Linked DNA regions of Sus scrofa: region 1 is linked to region 2. The links are chromatin contacts, called in public Hi-C maps. All regions are on one chromosome and are shown on one strand. The core of a region is the stretch at or near the end of the contact, and the rest is flanking DNA. Distances in the headings are between cores, read along the strand shown.

Region 1 (4,910 bases), core at 819-3,318, 950 kb after region 2:
TTTGACCTTTTCTTATAACCTTTCTAAAAAAGAATATGAATTCCGCTAAGTCTCATTAAGGAAGGAGTGTTTCTGTTTGCTGTTCTCCTTGTTGCTTTTGAGTGATTTGGAAGAAGTGAAGAAACTTCTAAATTTGTTGTTAAATTAAAAATTGCTGGAGTTCTCTTGTGGTGCAGTAGGTTAAGGATCCAGCATTTTCACTGCAGCAACTTGGGTTGTTGCTGTAATGTGGCTTTGATCCCTGGCCTGGGAACTTGCACAGCCACACACCCACACACACACACAATTGCTATCCTTCTACATGAGACAGTCTTTACTGCCTAGAGACTCCAGAATCCTGTATCTTTCATATATTCTAAGGAGAAGAATTCCTCGTGCTTGTGGTATAATATTTTGTGGCTCCAAAAGTGATAGTAGAGAAAAATAAATTGAGGGAAAAAAATCTCAATCACTTATGTGCACACCAAACTTCATATAAATGCATTGATTATACTTAGATAAAATATTGCCATTATGAGTATTAAAAGTTGGATTATTTGTTATGGATTTTTGTTTCATGAAGTGTAATTAGATGACTTACCTTAAAGGAATTCAAGATCTTAATATGCTAAATGGGAATTTTTCTTCTTCAAAGGGGTGACCTTTGAGATACACAAGTTCTAATAATTCTGTCACGGGTCAGAATATTTTTGGAATATCTCTAAAGAATTACTTTTATAATTAAGACCCACACAAGTGCTTTATTATCTTCTCATTACTAAACTCAGCTAATTATTCATCTTATTAACAAGACTCTGTGCCATCAAACTTCACCAGGTTTTCAAAAATAGTCACATCCACCTTCAAAAAACCATATGGACAACACCAATCAAATTATCACTTTACATGTTTTACATTCAAAAGAGTGTTTCCTCTCCAAAACAATTACTTCAAAGACAGAGATTGAAATGTGCCTCAAAGAGTAACAAATAAAATTTTCAAAGTGCCTTGATCAATAGCAGTATTATTACATTAACATTAATTGTTAGTAGTATGCTGAGGTCATTTTTTTATGTCTATAAAGAATTTATTTGGAGAACATAAAGACTTGGAGGGATCACTATGACTGAATTCAGTTCATGAATACCTGCGTTCATTCAAGTTAAAGGTACATTAGTATGCTCATTTGACCATACAAAGTGGAAATATAAGACTCCACAAAAACTGGGCTGTCAGTTCTTGGAACCTATCTCTGCTTTCATTTGTGGCAGCTCTGCTTTAACAGCCTTCTTCAGCTTGGGTACACCTTCCACCCAGATAGTGTTTGACCGCCTTCTTGGCCCACGTGGTGGGCTCTGATTCAATCCATGCAGGCTTGGCATTACTGGAAGCACATGACTCTAAAGGAGGCAGTATGAGGCGTTGCATTAAGCTTCATGGCACATTCAGGATCTCCTCTATTATGCATGGTCCCAGGTGATAAAAATACAAAGATATAGCCCATGGCTTCAAGGTTCTCTCCACTGGAGTGGATGAGGGCAGCACTGAGGTGGAGAGGAAGGGAAGGACAGAAAAAAGTAGGCAAACATTCACATAGCCATGAGATATGTCTGTGTGGTATAGGTGGGATGTATATAAAATTCACATTTTTTTTAAACACAGAGAAGGGAAATATTTGAAAGCTGATCAAAGAGAAGAAGAAGGATATTTATTCTCTTTTTTTCTCCAGAGAATAAAACTTGGTGGAGTTCCTGTTGTGGCTCAGTGGAAATGAATCTGACTAGTACCCATGAGGACACAGGTTCAATCCCTGGCCTTGCTCAGTGGGTTAAGGATCTGGTGTTGTTGTAAACTATAGTGTAGGCCAGGGACTACAGCTCCGATTCACCCCCTAGCTTGAGAACCTCCATATGCCAAGGGTGCAGCCCTAAAAAAGACAAAAAAAAAAAAAAAAAAAAGAAGAAGAAAAAAAGAAAAGAAAACTTGGACTAGTAGTTAGAAAGTACAGTGAAGCAGATTTGGGCTCAACACAAAGGAATTTTTTAACAGCTACAGTTGTCCAAAAATAGACTAAACCAGCTATCTGGAAAGAGTAGCAAGGTCTGAATCACAGATGTTTATTCAGAGGCTGTGCAGTGGTGATCTGTCAGGGTGTGTCACCAGTGGTATGAAAAAATGAAAAACACATGATTTCCAAGGACCGTTCTCTCTCTAAAATTCTACTCTAAAATTGTTCCTCCAAATTCTTTATGTTTGTCCAAATCAGTCTTATTACCTTATATTCATACTTTATAGATTGCTAAAATTCAGATTATGAAAAATCTGTAAGAGTAAAGGAACAAATGAATGTAAAGGTACCTGGTAGAATACTTAACAATTGTTAGTTGAATTTGAATCAGTAAAAAATAAGCCAGTGAAAAGAAAAGCTTTGAGGCCTTTTAGGAAGATATGGCATACCCAGATATCCAACTACCCAAATTTCATTCCTTCCCCCAGTCTTAATGGAGGGCTGAGAAATGAACTTGGGTTTTTAGCAAGAGGTTTGAGGTAACTACCACCATGTGGTACCACCTCGCATTCCACACTGTGGACAGAGAGAATCCATAGTCAACTCTATAAAAGTTACAATGTCTTCCTTAAAGAGTGACATACATGCTTATAGCCAAAAATATGGATAATTCCTGGAGGTTTGTGGAATGTAGAAGTTAATCTATAGACTTCCTATTGGTTTAGTTAGCCATTTGCCCAAGAGGGAAAGAAGATAATTCAGTTATTGATCAATTTAATTTTGAGTACAGGATTTGATTAAAGAATCTATTGGAAATTTAGGTGAAGGTAATATTTTAAACAATATTTTTACTTATGACATAAAAGTTACATGCTCTTTGACTATGGTACCATAATTATTAAGATTGGTTACTCAAGATTTGCTTCACAAAAGAAGTATAAATTATAATAAGGAATAGGAAATTTCCACTGTGGCTCAGCAGTAATGAGCCTGACTAGTATCCATGAGGATGCGGGTTCAATCCCTATCCTTGCTCAGTGGGTTAAAGAATCTGGCATTGCCGTGAGCTGTGGTGTAGGTTGCATACATGGCTCAGATCTGGCGTTGCTGTGGCTGTGGCATAGGCCAGCAGCTGTAGCTCTGATTCAAGCCCTAGCCTGGGAACTTACATGTGCCATGGGTGTAGCCCTAAAAGCAAAATAATAATACTAAGAAGAAGGAATAATAGTTCTATTAATTGAGCACCTTCTATGTAATTTATCTGTATTATCTTTGATAATATAGATTCTGTCATTTCCATTACACGGATAAAGTCACCAAGATTCCTCAGCTTGTAAATAACTAAACACACTCAAATCCAGGCAGTTTGCCCTTGCACCCCACTTTCTCTATACAATACTGCCTGGGTTCATCAGACAAGCTGTCCTCTAGCTAATAGAATGGAGATGGCTCAGTTGTGCCCCTTCTTTGAGCTGCAAATCATTTTGGAATTCACATCAATTGTATTTCCTAAATTAACTAGAGAGTGGATGGATGATTAGCAGGTAATGTCCTGTGTGGAAAAACTGACTTGAGTTCAACAGCAGGTATCTTCTTGCCTTTTAGAAAAACTTAGATTTGGTGCAGTGCTAGATAAGTATATTAATCTGTAAATATTAAGGTGAACATTTTTGTTGGATACATGGAGAGCTTAAAACACATTAAATTTTGCAAAGAAAAAAATTAAGCCTGTAACCATGATTTCCCCTGAAGTGTAAAGATGATATGGAAATGAATATGCCTTCCTGTTTTCAGTGAGGGAATTTAATCTGAGTGGCATGTTCAGGATGTTTCTAAGGAACCTGCACACTCTATGAAGGTTTAAAATATTTTATTTTCCTGATATTTTTCCTACTAGCAGTAAATGAAGTCCTCATAGGCTTTCTTTTTATGTATATGTATGTGTGTGTGTGTGTGTGTGTATATATATATATATATATATAAAATGATTTTTATTTTTTTCCATTGTAGCTGGTTTACAGTCTTCTGTCAATTTTCTGCAGCATGATGATGGAGTTATACATACATGTATACATTCTTTTTTCTCATATTATCATGCTCCATCATAAGTGACTAGACATAGTTCTCAGTGCTACACAGCAGTTTCTCATTGCTAATCCATACCAAAAGCAATAGTCTGCATCTTATTAATCCCAAGTTCCCAATCCATCCCATTCCTTCCCCCTTGGCAACCACAAGTCTATTCTCCAAGTCCACGATTTTCTTTTCTGTGGAAAGTTTCATTTGTGCTGTATATTAGATTCCAGATATAAGTGATATCATATGGTATTTGTCTTGCTCTTTCTGACTTACTTCACTCAGGATGAGAGTTTCTAGTTCCATCCATGTTGCTGCAGATGGCATTATTTTATGGCTGAGTAGTATTCCATTGTGTATATATACCACATCTTCCTAATCCAATCGTCTGTCGATGGACATTTGGGATGTTTCCATGTCTCAGCTATTGTGAATAGTGCTGCAATTAACATGCAGGTGCTTGTGTCTTTTTCAAGGAAAGTTTTGTTCAGATATGTGCCCAAGAGTGGAATTTCTGGGTTATATGTATAGTTTTCTAAGCTACCTCCACACTGATCTCCATAGTGGTTATATCAGCTTACATTTCCACCAACAGTGCAGGAGGGTTCCCTTTTCTCCATACCCCCACCAGCATCTGTTATTTGTGAACTTATTAATAATGGCCATTCTTACTGGGGTGAGGTGGTATCTCGTGGTAGTTTTGATTTGCATTTCTCTAATAATCAGTGATGTTGAACATTTTTTCATGTGCTCATAGACTTTCCAAGTGTGGTTTTGGATAATGTTACATAAATGTTTTAGAGTTTTATAGTAGGGAATGTGGGTAGCAATATCTTAATGTTCAAGT
Region 2 (5,374 bases), core at 760-3,259:
CAAAAAAGGCTCGGATCCTGCATTTCTATGGCTGTGGTGTAGGCTGTGGTGTAGGGCAGCAGCTGCAGCTCTGATTGGACCCCTAGTCTGAAACTTCCACATGCCACCAATGCAGCCCTAAAAAGAAAAAAAAAAAAAAAAAAGGGAATCACAATGACATACACCTGAAACTAACAAAATATTGTTCATCAACTATATTCCAATTTAAAAAAAATGTAGTCCACAAACTATTTGTTACTGTTCATGATGAGGTAAGAACAAAAAAATGATATGCATTTAGAAGCTTTTATCGCATTTTGACAAAGTAATTCTACATATGTTGAATCTAATAAAAATCTCTAACTTATCTGCCAGTAATTTACTTCTATTTTATTTTACAACAGTGTTACTGTGCCACGTCATTAATTTCAAAATCTTTCCTACAGAGTTTGAAACGCATTGGTCTAGAAGACAATTGAATCGACTCAGAAACAATATAAATTACACATACAAATCTGGAAAATAAGGGTATAAATGGGAAACTCTGGGAAGTGGATGAACTTGCTGAAGAAAGTTCATATAGAGAAAAAGAGGGTTTAGGACTAAGGATTAAGAAGCTTCTACTTTGGACAGTTAGGTAGATAAGGGTGAGCCTGCAAAACAAACTGATTAAGTACCAACCAAAGAAGGGGAAAACTCTGGGAAAGTGATGATACATAAGTCAAGAAGAAAACTGTTTAAAGAAGGTAGAAATGGCTGACAGACAATACCAAAAGCTGCTGAGGGGTCAAATAATGAAATACCATCCATTGGATTTATCCACATGGAGATAATCAGCCACCAGGGCAGGTGCCATTTTGATGGAATAATAGGGTGGATGTCAAATAGGAAGAGGCTGAGGAGTGAGAGAAGAGCAGCAGCTGTGGCTCCGACTGGACCCCCTAGCCTGGGAACCTCCATATGCCCAGAGTTCGGCCATAAAAAGCAAAAAAAAAAAGAAAGAAAGAAAAAGAGATTGTGCAAGACAGCAAGACCCAACTAGTTGCCCTCTGATCCCCAAAAGAGACTGAAAACGCAATGTTAACTTGAAGATAGTCTTTAGGGTCTGCAATAGAGAAATAAAAATCTTGCCGCTAGGTTAATCTGAACCATTTTTAAAAACCACAAAACATCAAGACTGTTAGAAGCTTTACCAACTAAATGCGTTTCGGTTAAATCCGTTCTCTCAAGTCAAGGTTGCCCTGATCTAAAGCAATGGCTTTAGAGTCAAATACTTCTGGCCTCAAATAAACCTTTGTTATTTATTTAGTAGGCTGTGTAACCTGGGGCGGTCACGTTAACTTTTCTTCCTCTGTAAAATGGGCAGAACACAATACCATCTCCCAAGCTCTGAGAAGAGTAAATGAGACACGTAAGTGAAATGCGCAACCTACTGCTAACGCCAGTGTACAATTAACAGCTGTTATTAAATACCAGAACTGGTGTAACAGGGGAAAAGCCACTTATCAATCTTAAAGGCACATCGACCTCTCTCTCAAGAAGGACGGGTCCACATGGTCACCGAACTGGGTGATTGTATACAAAGCTCGCTTGATATGAGCGATTTTACACTTACATATGCCGTTAATCTTAAACAAGCCTAGGCTGTTTCAAGTGAAACTTAGAAATTCAAAAAATGCAGCTTGACTTGCCATGGTTAAGTCATTTCTGCCTCACGTTTCCAATGCAGGCGCAGCTTCAGGTGTTTTAGGACTTCTGTGCCGCGCTCATATCGCTGCCTCGACCAACTTTTTAAAAACCTCTTCCCCTCAAGGTAGAACCGCTAGGTTTTCGTCCTCTCAGGCAGCACCCCCTCGGCCTCGGACCTCCCTCTCAGAACTCTTTACCCTTTTCTAGGAAGTTGATCACCACCAAAGTCCCGGCCGCCACGGCTGAAGCTGTGGCCCCCTCAGGAAAGGAAGCAGCGGAGGCCGAGGGCGAACTATTCTCGGTGCTTTGGTTCAGGCGTTTTCTGTTCTTCTTGGAAGACATGATCTCAAGGCTGCCTGAGAGAAGCAGCGGTGAAGCCGGCTCAACGTGCGCGCTTCACTGAGAGAAAAACTTCCGGGGCAGAAGCCAGCGAGGCTCTGTTCCGCGCCGTAATCCCCGGAGTGGAGCGCAGGAGGAGCGGGAGAACCGAGGATCCTTCGTTGAAGAGGTTCTGACTTCTGCCAAGGAGTAGGTGGACAGAACTGTCCTTTAGATTGTAAATTCCTGAAAAACAGGAATTTTTCTTATCTCCACCGCATTTTCCATCCCTGAACAAACGTCCCTTTAATATTAAAATGGGTGGGGGTAACTCCGGGAGGGTGGAAAGCTGTGGGAGTTTCTCCCCGCTTGGCGGGAGCCAGGCAAACTTCTGAGAGGAGTCAGTCAACAGGACTGCCGTTTCCTCTACCTAGAGCTGCAAAGCGGTAATGCCTGCTCAACCCTGAGATAGGGTGGGTGGTACTCTTCTAAAACTTACGGTAGCATTCTTCGTTCTAAGGCAAACCCGCTGGGTAATTTGGAAGCTGAGGCTTGAGGCCACGAGAGCCTGCGTGGAAATGCCGCCGCTGCGGAGCGGCCGCTGCTGGTTCACTGGGCTGGCTCGGGTGCGCCACGCAATGCTTTATGCAGGGCTCCGTGGGGCCTCGAGTTTCCTGGGTTGCTCTCGGGACCCCCCTTCCGTAGCTGGCGAGCTGAGGGGTGAGCTGGACAGATTCGGGGGCGTCTCGGTGAAACTAGACGCTCTGGACCGCCTGGACACCGTCGCCTTCCAGAGAGCTTTGCAGGGCAAGTGCGCTTGGATCAAGGCTCCCCGGGCTCCCGACCTTTCTAACCAAGTAACTGGGGTTCCCACTCCCGAGTCGCTCTGGAGGGAAGGAGAGAGGGCGTGTGTGACCCGCACCCGTTTTCTGCCTTTCGTTCTCGTGCCCTTGGCTGGGAGGTTTCCGAGGCTGTTGGGGAAATGGTGACGAGCTCAAACTTTAGGTCTGCAGCCCTACTTTCTGGTCCTCTTTCTAGTGTGTGATCTTGGGCAAGTTTTGTAAATCACCTTTTTTTCATCTGTAAAACCAGGTAACAGGAACTCATGGGATTGTTAAGGGGTAAGTTGGACAATGCTTATTAAGTGCTTAGCGTTATAGCTGCCGCGTACTTACTGCTCCGCGTTTGTTAATATTATTTCATAATTATTTACTGCCGTTTACTGAGACTTGGTTCTGCCCGGCACTTTGCCCAAGGCAAAACAAACAAAAAAACACCCTATCGCGTTTTCTGATACAGGTGGTGGACCGTAAGTGGGCCGAAGAGGCTCCGAGTGGTCGTATTTGTTCACAAGTGGGATCAGGAGCTCTGGTGCCCAGAACTAGAGAGTTTCTTCTACTTAGAAAGCAACACTCCCTTTATAATTAGCGGGGGAGATTGGTGAATGGTTTCAGTCTTCAGGAACAAAGCTCACCATTCTCTTTATTCTCTTTGAACCTTGAATTCAATGATTAAAAAAAAGAAAGCTTGTGAAGAGGAACCTTCACTTTGAGAGCCCTCGATTTGGTGGAGCAACCTGTTTTTCAAACTGCCCTTGAGGGTCTTCATAATCAAATTGAAAGCAGAGAAAGGATATTTAGCCATGGAAAAATATCCTCTCACACTAAGAGGAAACTTCAAATAATCTTTATTCTGTGCAGCATATGGCAAGTGAGCATCTATGGTAATAGAGTAGAGCTAGTTAATCTTTAAGCATCCTCATTTCCAAGCTACTTATCTCTTCACCTGTTTTCTCTCCTACTTGGGACAGTTGCTAACTCCAGCAGATCAAATCGGTGTTCATCCTCTAATGTGTGTCATATGTGTGGGTAGACACAGGTGTTTATTGCACACACTTGTTACTCGTAAGTGGCCAAACAAGTGATCAAAGCACTATCTCAGGAAGGTAAAGCAGAAAGTGGGTTGGGTTTGGAGTCCCACACCCAAGTTTCAAGTCCCAGATTCTGCCACACAGCTAGCCAGCCATTAGGCAAATCACCACTGAAAATATTTTTATCTTAGGTTGCTTATGTGAATAATGCTAGCTCTAATTACTTTACTGGATAGATGTGATCAGAGATAAATTACATGAAACTAATTTATAAACTTTGAAGTACCATATGCTTTTTGTAACTTTTTAATGCAATTGCACTAAGTGCTAGACACTTTTTAAAACTTCATGAATACAGATTCATTTAATTCTCATAACAACTTGTGTGGTATGTACTATTATCCTCATTTCAGGGATGATGGTACTGAGACAGATTAACTTCCCTGGCTCTAGAATGTGTTCTTACAGCACCGTTAAGTGCCATTGCTAGTTGTCATTGAGTCAAACAAAACCTAATCATATTGCCTATAAAAATAAACTAAAATAACCTGAGAAGAAAGCCCATTAAATCCAAATCTATTCGAGTAAATTGGACTGATTGTATATAATGTATTAGCAAGAGTTAAGTACCTTTACACATGAAGTCTGTTGCTTTATTGTTCCTGTTATTGATAACTGTAAAGTTAGATGAATGAACAGGTAATATGTTGTTGAGCTTCATATATATCTGCATAAGTGAGGAAATAACCTTGGTTCTACTTGCTATGTCACTCATTAGCTGTGTGGCTTTAAACAAACCCAGTCATTAATAAATATGAATTGAGCCCCAGTGTGTAATCTTATGTTAACCTTCAGGATTGCAAATACACAAAATATTAATTAGGATTAGAAATAGATAACAAGAGATATCATTAGGCAATGTATAATAAGCTCTAGTAAATCTAGAGCAGAATCCTTAGGTTCTCTGTGGAGAGCATGTAAGGAAAGCTTATCAAAGAAGTGAGGGATAGAGAAGGAAAAAGTATTAGAAGTTTATCAGAGAAAGAAAATGAATTAAAAGAATGATTCTGAGACTTGAAGCATTGGTGCCAGAAATATGCCTATAAATAAAATGAGGTTGGGGTGGAGTGTGTAGGAGTCAGTCTTGAACATAGGCATGAAGTTTGCAATGGCAGCCTTCAAGAAATGTCTGAGGGCAGCTGGAGAGCAGAAAAATCAGTGTTCAGTGAAGTCAGGATTGGGCAAACATCCTTGAATAGTTGTTAACTGAAGAAGTGGGAGTGGATGGAGTCAATCAGTGTAAAGTTAAAAAACAGTAAAAAAGTGACTGTAGGTTCAGAACTTCAGGTTTTTTGATTGTCATGATTGGGAAGGAGGACATAGCAACTCTCTGGAATAATAGAGATACTCTGTAATCATGAGTGTGGGTCGCAGAGGTGTATGCATATGTCAAAACTCATCAGATGTTCGCTTAAGACTTGTCCATTTCACTTTATGTAATTCTATGTCAATTTTAAA

What was found. Hi-C and Micro-C count contacts between places; a contact is called where the count stands out from the background.
Region 1: a Hi-C map of omental adipose tissue shows a contact between it and region 2, with 1.9 times the contacts expected there. The contact joins the enhancer-like site here to the promoter of SPATA5 in region 2. A contact is called at or near these places in 1 of 5 promoter capture datasets (fetal liver), 4 of 47 Hi-C or Micro-C datasets (embryonic fibroblasts, fibroblasts, omental adipose tissue and 1 more) and 1 of 2 datasets of contacts at active chromatin or transcription factors (alveolar macrophages).

What each region holds. Positions count from the first base shown.
Region 1 is chr8:102,190,018-102,194,927 of Sscrofa11.1, forward strand. All of the region lies in intron 9 of TRPC3 (transient receptor potential cation channel subfamily C member 3), which reads left to right. Among named protein-coding and RNA genes, the nearest start is that of TRPC3, 45 kb to the left of the region's middle. Within about 2 kb of position 2,069, at least 6 of the 83 cell types and tissues checked have an H3K27ac peak or open chromatin away from gene starts, as enhancers often do. A contact at or near this core is called in embryonic fibroblasts, where this site is marked.
Region 2 is chr8:101,239,090-101,244,463 of Sscrofa11.1, forward strand. SPATA5 (spermatogenesis associated 5) reads right to left here and starts at 2,010. Exons shown (of 17, transcript NM_001177913.1): 1 at 1,866-2,010. The coding sequence starts at 2,010. It overlaps NUDT6 (nucleoside diphosphate-linked moiety X motif 6), which reads left to right and starts at 3,078. Exons shown (of 8, transcript XR_002346434.1): 1 at 3,078-3,107.